Regions from separate parts of the Sus scrofa genome. Here region 1 is linked to region 2. A link is a contact called in public Hi-C data. All regions are on one chromosome and are shown on one strand. Each heading gives the region's core, a stretch centred on a gene start, on an enhancer-like site or on the middle of the called end of the contact. The rest is flanking DNA. Distances are from core to core; before and after follow the strand shown. Region 1 overlaps PDE4B (phosphodiesterase 4B). Region 2 overlaps LOC102162079 (a long non-coding RNA gene).

The links. A called contact is a pair of places that touch in the nucleus more often than the background predicts.
Region 1: a contact with region 2 is called in a Hi-C map of liver, with 2.2 times the contacts expected there. The contact joins two enhancer-like sites. A contact is called at or near these places in 5 of 47 Hi-C or Micro-C datasets (alveolar macrophages, fetal liver, liver and 1 more) and 2 of 2 datasets of contacts at active chromatin or transcription factors (alveolar macrophages and skeletal muscle).

Annotation. Positions count from the first base shown.
Region 1 is chr6:146,270,713-146,277,823 of Sscrofa11.1, forward strand. All of the region lies in intron 8 of PDE4B (phosphodiesterase 4B), which reads right to left. The region is part of intron 1 of LOC102162258 (a long non-coding RNA gene); the gene reads left to right. Among named protein-coding and RNA genes, the nearest start is that of SGIP1, 220 kb to the left of the region's middle. Within about 2 kb of position 3,354, at least 42 of the 83 cell types and tissues checked have an H3K27ac peak or open chromatin away from gene starts, as enhancers often do. A contact at or near this core is called in fetal liver and liver, where this site is marked.
Region 2 is chr6:146,129,208-146,135,576 of Sscrofa11.1, forward strand. LOC102162079 (a long non-coding RNA gene) reads left to right here. Exons shown (of 8, transcript XR_298679.3): 8 at 2,079-4,071. Among named protein-coding and RNA genes, the nearest start is that of SGIP1, 81 kb to the left of the region's middle. Within about 2 kb of position 1,949, at least 12 of the 83 cell types and tissues checked have an H3K27ac peak or open chromatin away from gene starts, as enhancers often do. A contact at or near this core is called in fetal liver and liver, where this site is marked.

The DNA of each region.
Region 1 (7,111 bases), core at 2,104-4,603, 140 kb after region 2:
GACCTTCTTCCTTGCAGTCTGCTTTTAAGAGAAAGAACCACACTTGTATTGAGTCCTCTTATATTTGGTTGCAGCTCCTTTTGGCCTCAGCCCTCCTAAGCTTCCCATGGTACGCCCTGGAGAATCCTACCTTCAGTTCTAAATCTATTTCCCTATCCTCAGACTTTTTACGGTTTCGGGGGAAAGGATCTTTCCAAAACAGACTGCCTTCTACATTGCATTGCGAGGAAAAAGCAGTCATTTAGAACCTTTTAGAAAGATCTCAACAAGGCTTTCTGTTTTGTTTCCTTACTAATACCAGTAGGTCAGGGCTCTCTTTTGTCACACGATGACCACCTGCTTTGTGTAGGGTGCTGTGGAAGGGTATTATATGACACTAATGATACTGATACTAATATTGACACTTTCTAAGTGCCTGGAGCTATTCTAAGTGTTTGACAGATGTTTATATATTGAATCCTTCCAACCAACATGTGAAATATGTACAACATCCATTCCAATTTTGGAGAGGATGCAATTGTGACATGGTCCAAAGGTCACACAGTGGGGGAGCTAGGGTTTGGGGGAGACAACCTGGCTTCGGAGCCTTCACTGTTCATTCCTATGCACAGCCCTTCTCATTTAGTCTTTCCAGCAATCTTGTGAGATGGAATATTAAAATGCCCCATTTTCAAGATAAGAAAACTGAGTCTCAGAGAAGTAACTTATCTAAGGCTGGTCCATGATACCAATCGAATTCAATTCAGGAAACATTAAATGAGTACCTACTTTGTGCCAGGCTCTGTGCTAGGCACAAAGAACATAGTATAGTATGAGAAACTAGGCACATTTAGTTGTTTTCATTTTTTTTTTTCACTTCATTTAAAACTGTCCTTTCTGAAGTGATGGATAATAAAGAGTTCACTTTGAGCAAAGGAAAGTCACATGTAGTCAAGATTAGCCAGGGATGCTGGCTATGTGCACGTGCCTGAGAGCTGGAAGATAGTTACACCAGCCTGAAAGAAAGCCAAATATGGGCTTCAGCTCCCTTCCAGTGCTTTCTGATTCTGCAATGAGCATTCCCTCATTTGTCTTTGTTCATTTCATAAACCTTTATTGAGCACATGCTCTAGATCTTCTGCTATAAATTAGGGATACAAAAAAAAAAAAAAAAGAGGATTCGTACTTGACTCGGGACACTAAGATGAGAAGAGGATAAAATTAAAATGAAAAATACATTATGACTGGGTGGCTGTACTGCACAGCAGAAATTGACATAACAGTGTAAATAAATGACACTCTAATAAAAATAAAATTAAAATTAAATAAAATGAAAAATACAGCACATTATGAAAAAGCGCAAAAATTGAGATTTTGAGATAATAATTAAGATAATTGTTGAGAGTGGTTTGGGATGAGTTGAGGGGAGCACATCCAGAAGATGGCATCTATGCTGAGCTCTGAAAGATAAGAAACGTACTTTCCAGACAGGAATGGGGAAAGGAACTAGTACCTGCTAACCATATACTCTATATTAGGGTTTGAACTGAGACATATATTTAGTTCAATCCTGAATCCAGAATCCAAAAATCAGAGCGATTATAAAGAACTCCTTCACTGCGACAATGTAAGCAAATCCCTGTGCTGAATATGTGAATGACATTTTTAGGAAAGGGCAGCCTGGGCGAGGGAACAGAATGTACAAAGGCAGGGAGGCAAGAAGAGCCTGGTGTATTTGAGCGACCGTCTGTTAGGTGCAACTCAGCGATCTACTGTGCTTGGGGGTAGGGGTTAAAGGGAGAGATGAGGACAAAGAAGGATTTAGAAGCAAAATTCTGAGAGACTTTGCAAACCTGGTAAGAAGTAAGGATCTTATCTGGACGGTTAAAGATCACTCGCTCAGCAAACAATATAACCATAACTGGATTTTAGAAGAATAATTCCAGTCACAGAATGGAAGGTGGATTGAAGTGTGTGGGGGGAATGAGTACAATAACTAAGCTGAAGGACCCCCCACCAGGGTTAACGTAGAGAAGGATGGAGCACGACACTAAGGGAGGGAGGATGGGAAGAAAACCAGGGGGTAAGATTGGAGCAAAGACCCCAAGAGCCAGCTGTGGGAGGTGGAGCGATAAAAGATGGTGGAGAGATACACAGAGCCAGGAATGTGGGGAAAGGCGCAGTGGTGGAGTTGGGGGTGGATCTGGGCCTCCGGATGAACCCAAAGGGGTTACTAAAGGTGGCTGGATGTCTGGCATTTCTGTGCCTACTTACTGATAAGCGTGTATACACACTTACTGATAAGGAGCGCAGGGAGTGAAGGGACAGGGTTAGGAAAGGCGATGAGCGCTAAGACCAGCACGGTGGATTCTGATAACCGGATTCGGAGAGAGCGCTCTGCTCAAGATGGCTCCCCGACTTCGTGCCTGGGGGCAAAGTCAGAAGAGTCCAGGTGTGAGGGCAAGATTTGGCTCTGACTCCTGGGCCTGTCCAGGTAAATAGAGTTGTCAGGAATACCCAGGAAGAGACAGATGTTTCCTGAAGAGCCCTCTCTGACATGCCGGCGAGCTGCATGACCAGGCTTGAGGCTGGCAGCAGCTGGGCTTTGGGAGGACACAGGCACGTGGGCAGCCTCCTGCCTCCTGCGGGACTCTGCAGATGAGCCAACTGAGAGAAGTGAAGCTTTCTTCTCTGTCGCCTCCTCCACCCTTTGCTTTAGAGCCTGAGTGCCGAAGCACAGGGCAGGCTGCACAAAGGTTGATTCATAGATGAGGGGCTGCAGCTAGAAGTCACCTAGAAGCAGCAGAAAGGACAAATGTGCGTGTGCGTGTGTGTGTGTGTGTGCAGGACACTGTTTATTCAGGCCACGAGGAGACAATAGCTCATATGGGCAGACAATAGCGATTTGCCTAGATAATTTATGCCACCAAATAAACATCAGGATAGGCTGTGTAGAGCTAAAGATGAGACACATTTTTTAAGAGTGGGGTGTCTCCCTTCAGAGTCTCAATGACAGGAGATGCTTTTGCACACAAAACATTCAGGCAACAATATCTAGGCATCTGCTCCAGCCTACTGTAACCAAAGAGAAAGAAAGGCCGGAACTAAAATGCAAAAGAAAGAAAGAAACTGTGTTTGGAGATAGGTCTGCTACAGTATAAACTTTTGCCTTTCCCTGGCTCACTGCTATAGCAAAACCTGATGGTTGTCTTTGTAAAAAACGTGTCTGTATCTAGGTCCCTGGCAGTGATTTGCCTCTGGGAGGGCCAGCAATCTATTTAATGACTCCATTGACGTCAATAGCATAACTGAAATACTTACTAACATGCATGATTCCAACTTTCAGGGGGGGTGGGTGGATGGTGTTTCTCAGCAGTGCAAAAACACGAAGTGGAACCAAGGCGGAACGAACTCCAGTCTTTAGGCAGCAAGTGAGAGATGAGAGGCTGTGGGTCTCCTCAGTTCCATTTAATACAAAGAAACATTCACACTAAATTTAGAAATTAATTTGGAAGTAGTGAAGTAGCCATTAATGAGCAGAGTATTATTTTTGGTAACCTTTGCTCAAGGGTAACATTTTAACTCTTCACACTTCAGTTGACTTGCTCATGTTTTTTTTTTGCAACTTACCCTTATCTCATTTTAGGACACATGGAATACTTGCAAATCAATATAAACAGCTCGATGCTGGGGCTCTGAGGTAAGCTTATTCAGGAGGGCTAATTTGAACGAAAGTAATCCCTACAAAACAACCATTTGGGGAAATACTCTCAGAACTACTACAGCTTTTCCAGTGCATCTGCCCTGTTATTTTGTATGCAGACTGTCTAAACATTCGAGGTGAATAATTAAGGAAATTACCCCAATAATTCAGGCCACACAACATTCAGGAAAAGAAGAAAAAAACAATCTGATGTTTTTAGGCTTTTTTTTCTTTCCTTTCCGCTCTCTCTCTGTAATTCCCTCCAATTTCTCCTTTTGTGCGAGTGGCCGCAGCCTTTGGTAACAAGATTGACTTTATTAGTATTTGTTCATAAGTGTTGTAACCCTGCTTGACAGTTCTTGCTTAATGTAGAAACGGAGCAAATGTGCTGCTTGTGCTGGGCTTCATTTCCAGTCATCTGACTCAGATCACTCTCAGGCCATCACCGTGGCTCAGAGAGCCCTTTACTGCTGTACACACGGTCCCTCTCTCATCCTAGACTCTGGCTGCTCCAGCCAAGAATGAGAACCGAAGCAAGGTCATGACTTTCTGAATTTCTTAGGATCCCAGGTAACCCACGGAGCCTCTTGTCCACTCCTCAAATAAACGCTGCATCTGACACACCCACATGAACCTTTCCAGGAGGAATCGTGGTCAGCAACAAAGACACAGGAGGAACTCATACTGAGAAATAGGCTTCTGGATTAACCAGTAAAAAGCCATTTCCTCCCCAGAATGACCTGGGGGACACATATAGAAGAAATGGATCCCCATGAGCACTAAAAAATATCAAGTCTGTTTCTCACTTAGGTCAACCTATTTCAATCTTACTGGAAAGCTCTATATTATCTCATCCTATTTCTCTGTACTTTTCTCGAAATATACCTAGTTGACTGGTGTTGAAAACCACCATGAGCCGAGGCTATGGATACCCAGGCTTTGAACCTGCAGCAGTCGAGCCTGAGTCCTCAAGGCATTTCTCGAGTCATCTTTGTGACATGGCTTGCTGACATTTCTAAGGACCCATGGCCTTGGGGGTTGTTCTTCATAATATCTGATCTGTGACATGGGTGAGGATCCTGCTTAGGACATGGATCAATGTATTTGGGAAGAAGAAAATCAGGACAGACTATTCCACTTCACCCATTGTTTTGGCTGCTAGAATGTTCCATATATGATGCATATTATTAAAAATCAAGTTGCATTTGTGATCATCAGAAGTGCTGGCCATTAAAAAGAATATTCTCCTATTTTGCAAAGCAAAGGAACATTTTTTAAAGTCAGTGAACACTTGATAATTTATTTCCTTTCAGTAAATTCTTGCACGACATACTCATGATCAGTACTGAAATGCATGCAAAAGCCAGGAATAGGATGGGTGGGAAAAGTGGGACGATTACCCTACACACAACACACACACACACAAGCCGACACGTACTGATGTTCCTGAATCATCTTTTTTTTTTTTTTTCTGTTGAAAATAGTTTTAGGGCCTGAAATTCTAAGAATTATTTCAATTTTCCACTTTGAATGTGCACAGATGATGGAACCCAAGTCCCTGCCTTGTTTTGGAGTGTTCTTTGTTCAATTCTATTTTTTTCCCTTTCTGTTCCAGTTCTTACGCATCACGTAGATAAAGCCTGGAATTCATGCTTGTGAAAAGGCAAAATGTGATAAAAATTGAGATGCTCATTAAACTCCAGAGCATTAACATTTTCAACACCCCCAGGGGGATTTACTACTCTTTCTCCTTACCATGGGAGCATATGATTTCCACATTGCTGTATTTTCTAGGCTTTAAATTCCCAATTACTTTACTCTGGCTTTCCTATTTAAAGTACAAAATGCCAACTTTTTCGACTGAACTCTTTTTGTTCAAAATCTATATGACCATACCAATAGAGAGAATTATATAGTGCAGTTATAGAGTGTGTTTCAAACTTCTTTCAATTTCAATGCAATAGCTGATTTTACATTAAAAAAAAACCACAATTGAATATTTTCCATAACCATGCAGATAAAATATTGACTCATTATTAAAGTTTTATTTATGAGTATTTTCCTTAATGTAAAGTCCCCAAACTTTACGTAGTTCCCCTGGTCAATGTACTCTTCTTCCTACTATGTGAAAATAAGTATGCTAAAGCATTTTAAGTGATAAAGAGATGAATCAGGTAGACAGGCTCTGCCTTCATGGAGCTCCAATGGAGCACGTATAAGCCACAGATTGATCCTAGTATATCCTAGAATGGAATTCTTCCCATAGCACAAAAAAGGGAGCAATTATACTGATTTTAAAAAAAATTGGATGCCTTTGCAAAAAAGGGAAATTTGTGCTGTAGCATGAGAGCTGAAACGAATAAGCTTGTTTAAACAGTGAGGAAAAGGTACTGCCCATTGAGAGATTTGCTTTGATTTTCCCCTTGAATTATTTCAGTTAATGACCAATTTGTAGGAGCGAATGTATCAATTTAACCATGGTTTCTGACAATTAGCTTTTTTTTTTCTTACTCAATGAATTTATTACATTTGCAGTTGTACAATGGTCATCACAATCCAATTTTATAGGATTTCCATCCCACAACCCCAGCACATCCCCCACCCCGCAAATGACAATTAGCCTTTAAAACGGATTGCATTTCCTTCATTCAGATGCATTTTCAAAAAAGCTGTCTCTCTGAAACATGCCTTTTATAGAAGAATAGAGTTACCTAAGTCAGCCAGGCTTTCCCAACAAACTGGATTGTTGTTAAATCTTTTTAAATGATTGAGGTTTCTTGCATCTTTTATCTTAGATTTCAATGGAAATGCATGAGTTCAACGTCAATGCTAATAAATAAAAACCTGATCTTACTATCATGATAAACCATCTTTTAAAGCAGCACCCCACCTTTCCATTTTTTGGTGTGCTGCGAGCCACTTATTTTTCATTCCCCTTTAAAGTTTCTATTTAAACACACCTCTTTGTCATATGCTGATAAATATTAAAATAACAGGAAAAATCTGCCTGACTTATTTAAGCTGATAATAAGAACAAAACACAGGATGTGTGTGTCCTCCTTCCTTTTTTTGACTGTGGTTAAGCGTTCAGAAGGTTTTGAAACCTATAATTACGTAATAATTGGTATCGCTACATTCTCTTCCCAGTGAAAAGCCAGGATTTTTTGTAGTTTGCTACAACGACAGACAAAAACAAATTGCCTAAGTGGTATTGTCATTTCTTTGCTCCATTGTTTTAAAAGAATTTAGCAAAAGACTCTAGTTGCCAAGCTGTAGTTACTGTGCCAATAATCACAACATGATCTTTCCAACAGCATCGTTGGCTAATGAGCTAATTTATAGAACCATAAATATCACATATTCTCCCCATGTTTGTCAGTACTTATTACAAGAAAAAGAAAACATCGTTTAAATATTCCCATTGCTATC
Region 2 (6,369 bases), core at 699-3,198:
TTTCCAGATGTGGGAAAGGAGTCATGGAGGGGGTAGATAGGGTACCCACACTCCTGCTGCTGGTGAGAGGTGGGGTGCAAGACTCTGATCCCCATCAGTCTGCTGTCAAAGTCTGGGGGGTGCTCAGAACTCTTGCGCTAAAGCATCTCTAGGTTGAAAGGATCCTAAAGATAGTTTGGCAGAATCACTCATCCAGATCCTTCCCCAGTGTCTCCCTAAATGCTTCTCTATGTGTTTAGCTTAGAGAAATCCATCTGCCTATTTCCTGGGGCAGCCTGTTCCATTTTAGGACAGTTCTCATGGTTATAACACCAAAGGGAGAGTTTTTTTTTGTTGTTTTTTTTTTAATTCTCTCAGCAGCAGATACAAGAACATTTTCACAGGAAAACACTTTGATAGCCTCACTTGAGGCCAATCTAAGCCTCTTGAGGTTTGAGAGTTGGCTGGTGCTGCTTTAGAGAAAATGACCAGGAGTTGTGTAAGAGGCACTGATTTGTAGCTCTCAGAGGGCTGGGAGAATGAATATGGAAAAGGGGGGGAGGGAGGCAGGGTGAGGGAAATGGGAGCAAGCTGCGTGCTTCTTTGTGTATCTCCTCTTTACCACCCCCCCAAGCCTCCCCCCACCCCCAAAAAAAAACTTCTACCAAGTCTACAAAATCCTAAAACATTTGTTTGGATTTTTATGGACATCTTTGAAAGAGTTGGCCTAGGGATATTCCCAAAGGAATAGAAATGGTGCTTGTATACAGGCGAGCTGACCACAGAAGTAAAACGTGCAGAGAACAGGGCCCTTGGCTATGGGAGGAAGCTCTCCTAAGGGTAGGATGGGAGGCTATAGTAGCTTTAAGGAGATTTTATAGTCTACAGAGGCCTCAGCTGGTGTCTGTGTTACAGTTCTAAGACTTTCTCCAAATTATTGCACTCATGTTTTTTCTTTCTGCTGGATTGTTTCAAGTACAGAAGAGGAAAATTAGTCCATTAGACTCTTGACATGGAAGTGAGACAACGTTTTGACACTTTCTTAAATCTTCATTTTCAATAATATTGCCCCAGCCCATGATCTCCTATACATTAATCTATAAAATGAGGCTAAAAATATCTGCCCAGCAGGGCTCTTTGTGAGGCTTTAGTGAAATCATGTGGTGAGTATAGATAAAATTTGATGCCAGTTAGTCAGCTAAGCTCATTCATTTATTAAATGATTTGCTTTCACAGTGTGATCTGAATTGGCAAAGTTTTTTTAATTTTTTTTTTTTTTTTTAGTGTTTTGTGTTAGGTCCTTACCTGTGGCATATGGCAGTTCCTGGCCAGGGGGTTGAATCAAAGCTGCTGCTGCCAGCCTATGCTTATAGCCATAGCGGTGCAGGATCTGAGCCACATCTGCGACCTACACTGCAGCTTGCTGCAACACTGGATACTAAATACACTGAGCGAGGCCAAGGATCGAACTCACATCCTCATGGACATGGACATTATGGTTGAGTTCCTAACCCACTGAGCCACAATGGGGACTCCTCAGCAAAGTTTTTAAATGGTGGTATAACATGGCTTTTGGAGGGTAGGGTGAGAGTAACTGAAGCCTCAAATATGAAAAACTCAAGTGCCTAGATTGCCCTGTGTCAACCAATGTATTCAAAATCTCTTCCATGGTCTCTGGATTTGGAATCCTCAGATCTTTGCATGTCAGTTGCACACTTAATACGAAGAATGATCCAGCATAACGATGTCATCTTTTCCTGCCAGTTCTTTCTTCCAGCTAATAATGATCGCACCTCCGAGGGCTAATACTCCCTCCTACTAATTACTATCCAGGATTAGGGCTAATACTCCCTCCTACTAATTACTATCCAGGATTAGGGCTAATACTCCCTCCTACTAATTACTATCCAGGACTAGGCAGTAACTATGGATTGTATCTCCACTCCTTGCCTCTTCTGTCATCATCAGGGCTAGAAAGAGATCTTGTCTAACTGTGGCTGGAATCAGGTTGAGGACTGAGGAAAGGGCTGGGATCAGAAGTCAAAGCTTGGCTGGATGCCAGGTTTATGGGCTAAGATCATCTTGTTTTTGTCTCCCAGGGAATTCGTGAGAGGCAAGAACGCCACTTGTCTGATTAAAGAACAGGATTCATAACAGAGAGAAGAGGCGTGAGATGGGTATCATATATAACTTGGAGAATGGTATGGTGGTCACACACATACAATGCAAGCATCCATGGGCGAGCCGGAACTTGGAGACTGCATGTTTCTACCGTCTACGTGAGCCGCTGGGAGCCCAGCATGGGATAATTGACTGTCCTTGGAAAGTGACCAGCTCAGGTCCCCCTCAGTCCTCTGAAGATAAGACAGGGGAAGCGATGACAAGAGGGGAGAGGCTGAGAAATTGCATTCCCAGGACCATCAGGGGGGATCAGCAGCATGGCCCGGGAATGTTGTTTCTTGCAGGAAAGACATGGCATTATCTCAGAACCATCTGGTGGCAGCAGGAACGGGGAGGGGGAGGGAGGCGCTGAGCAGTGGTCACGTAGCCTTGTCTTACTGTTTGCAGACGCCCACGATCAAGCTATTTCCTGACAGAAGTGGGTCAGCTAATAGCCTGGGCTCAGGAAAAAGGGAGCTTCAAGGAATGAGAGAGATGGTTGCAGAGGCTGGAGGATTCCTGTAGCCGAAAAAGTTAGAGACCGATGCGAAGCTTTTTGTCACATGGACAAAATCCCTAGACTTGGGGACAGGGGACGGCGCCCTTGATCTTTCAGTGTAAGATCGTTTTGGATTCAGGCAAGCTAATTTGCTCAGAGCCTCAGTGTACAATGGCATTTGTGGACTCCTGGGTTTAATCTGGCCTGTATGTGACTCTTAGCCCCCGTTAGTGATTACAGAATTGTTGGGTTTGGGGCCACCTCTACAACGTCAAGCTATTTCACATAGAATGCAGGTTTCTGGCTCATCTAACAATGGAAAATCTGGCCACTCTGGGCCCATATTCTCACAGAGCAACATTTGCCTGGAGTTGAGTGGCCACTGCCCCCGGAAATAAGGGATTAACTCTCCACTCCCCAGTGTTCCCCACACGACCCCTTCCCTCAAAGCCCCCACAGGCATTTGTTTCATGACCCCTGCCCTAGAAGGCAGTATCAATGATGGCAGGGAGTGTGAGCATGTGTCCCCAGTGGACCTCTGTCCCCAGCACATGTCTGCAAGGACTGGGCACTGCGCAGGCATTGAATAAATATTTCTTTAATAACAGCCAGTGAGTGAAGACAGGGCTGTCAAAGCAAAGCAGGTTAAATCCAGGCTGTGTGCGTTTGGGTAAATAATTGAACTTTCTAAGCCTCTGTTTTCCTTATTTATGAATCAGGGAGCAGAGTACTGACCTCATGGCACACTCTGAGTGAAGGAATGCAAACCCCTTTGTGTGGCGCTGCCCAGAGAGAACACCCAATAAATATTTGTTGAATGGCTGAAACCATGTTCAGTCTACAGGGTTGTGAGCCTTGGTATCCTTGGTTGGATACAGTGGAAAAAATCATCGCATTAATTAAGCATGGGAATCGCAATGTGCCAGAAAGGGAACACAAATGGGCACCCAAAGAGTGGTTGTCACGGGGGTGAGATTGCTGGGCAGGGAAGGATAACTTGTGCTTTTGTGTCAGCATTGACCATCAGAGCAACAGCATGAAGTGCAGCACTAGGGCGGGAGTGGCTGGTTGAATTCCGGGGATAGAGCTGGGGGCTATGAGGACAGGCTTCGGAGGGGTGTAATGTGTGCCAGGCCCTTGGCCAGGCTACTAAATGCTTTTGAGACCTCTGTTTCCTCCATTAGAAAATGAAGATCATAATGCCCACTTTTGGGGGTTTGGTCTGATTAGTTAATATGAAAATCAACATCATGTGCTTAACATGTTGGTGAGCAGACAGAGATGCTTAGCAAATAATACAGGTATTGGTATGAGAGGGAAAGTACTGCTTAGAAGTTCACAGTCCTGAGTGCTGTTCTTTTTTTTTTTTTAATTGAAGTATAGTTAATTTACAACATTGAGTTAGTTTCCAGTGTACAGAAAAGTGATTCAGTTACACACACGTATAAATTTATATATTCTTTTTCATATTTTTCTATTACATATTTATTACAAATATGAACTACATTGAATGTAGTTCCCTGTGCTATGCGGTAAGATGTTATTTATCTATTTTATGTATGGTAGTGTGTATATTTGTATATTACAAATTCCTAATTTATCTCTCCCCCCTTCTTTTCCTTTGGTAACCATAAGGTTGTTTCCTATGTCTTTAGGTTTCTGTTTTATACATAAGTTCATTTATAGGATTTCTTAGTTCATATACGTGATACATATAAATGACATCATATGATATTTGTCTTTCTCTTTCTGACTTATTTCACTTAGTATTATAATTTTTAGGTCCATTCATGTTGCTGCAAATAACATTATTTCATTCTTTTTTATGGCTGCATGGTATTCCATCATGTGTATATATACCATATATAAATATACATAAATTTTAAAAAAAGATATACATATACCACATCTTATTCTTTTATTTAAAATTTTTTATAGCCACACCTGTAGCATATGGAAGTTCCCAGGCTAGGGGTCAAATCAGAGCTATAGCTGCTGGCCTATTCGACAGCTGCAGCAATGCTGGATCTGAGCCACACTGAACAAGGCCAGGAATCAAACCTGCATCTTCATGGATACTAGTCAGGTTCCTTTCCACTGAGCCACAGAGGGAAATTCTATACCACATCTTCTTCATCTGTTCATCTGTTGATGGACATTTAAGTTGCCTCCATGTTTTGGCTACTATAAATAGTACAGCTACAAACAATGGGACATGTATCTTCTCTAACTAGGTCTTTCATCTTTTCTAGATATATGCCCAGGAGTGGGATTGCAGAATGATATGGCAACTCTATTTTTAGTTTTTTAAGGAAATTCCATAGTGGCTGCACCAGTTACCTTCCCACCAAGAGTGTAGGAAGGTTCCCCTTTGTCCACCCCTCTCCAGCATTTATTTGTAGAATTTTTATTTTCTTGTCTTTTTTTAGGGCTGCACCTATGGCATATGGAGGTTCCCAGGCTAGGGGTCTAGTTGGAGCTGTAGCTGCCTGCCTATGCCACCGCCACAGCAACGCCAGATCCAATCTGCACCTGCTACCTACACCACACAACTCATGGCAACACCAGATCCTTAACCCACTGAGTGAGGCCAGGGGTTGAACCTACAACCTCATGGTTCCTAGTCAAATTCGTTTCTGCTGCACCATGATGGAAACTCCTAGAATTTTTAATGATGTCATTTTGACCATGTGATACCTTGTTGTAATTTTGATTTGTATTTTTCTAATAATTAGTGATGTGGAGCATCTTTGCATGTGCTTATTGGCCATCTGCATGTCTCTTTTTGAGAAATGGCTATTTAGGTCTGCCCATTTTTTGATTGGGTTGTTTCTTTTGTTTGTTGGTTGGTTTGTTATTGAGTGTCACTGAGCTATTTGAGCTGTTTATGTATTTTGGAAATGAAACCTTTGTCAGTCACATGGTTTATAAATGTCTTCTCCCAGTTGGTAAGTTGTCTTTTCATTTTGTTTATGGTTTCTTTTGCTGTGCTGTAGCTTATGAGTTTGCTTAGGCCCCGTTTGTTTATTTTTACTTTTATTTCTATTGCCTTGGGAACCGCCGAGTGCTGCTCTTTACTCTATCACTTACCATGTGACCCTGGGCCAGCCACCTCCCTTCTCTAGAACTCTGTTTCCCAGCATGGGACAGAATTAACGTGTGTAGTGGCCCCTGTGAAGTGCCACCCCCAAACTGCCTTCAGAACAAAGACATTCAGTACCCTCCCCCAGAGGATGGAAGTGTTGATTGCTGAAGGGCCTCTTGGACAATTGCTCTCAGCCAAAGGTAACGGCCACATGCCAGGTTCCACATACCCCCTTCCTGGGGGTGGGTCCACGCAGAGGTTCAAAGTTACAGAGAAGCTAATTTAGGACATCCCAGAAGGGTCCTCCCAGCTTCAGAGTGCTCCCGTGGGATCAGCTGAATTCTCTGTTTCATTGAAATTTGGAGTTCCCATTGTGGCTCAGTGGTAACCAACCTGACTAGTATCCACGAGGATGTGAGTTCCATCCCTGGCCTGGCTCAGTAGGTTAAGGATCTGGTGTTGCTCTACACTGTGGGCTGTGGCGTAGGTCAAAGACGAAGCTCAGATCTGGTGTGGCTGTGGCTGTGGGGTAGGCTGGCAGCTGCAGCTCTGATTTGCTCCGAGATGGGGAACTCTCATCTGCTGAGGGTGAGGCCCTTAAAAAAAAAGAAAAAGCTCTCCCTGTTTCATTGTAATTCAACTTCTC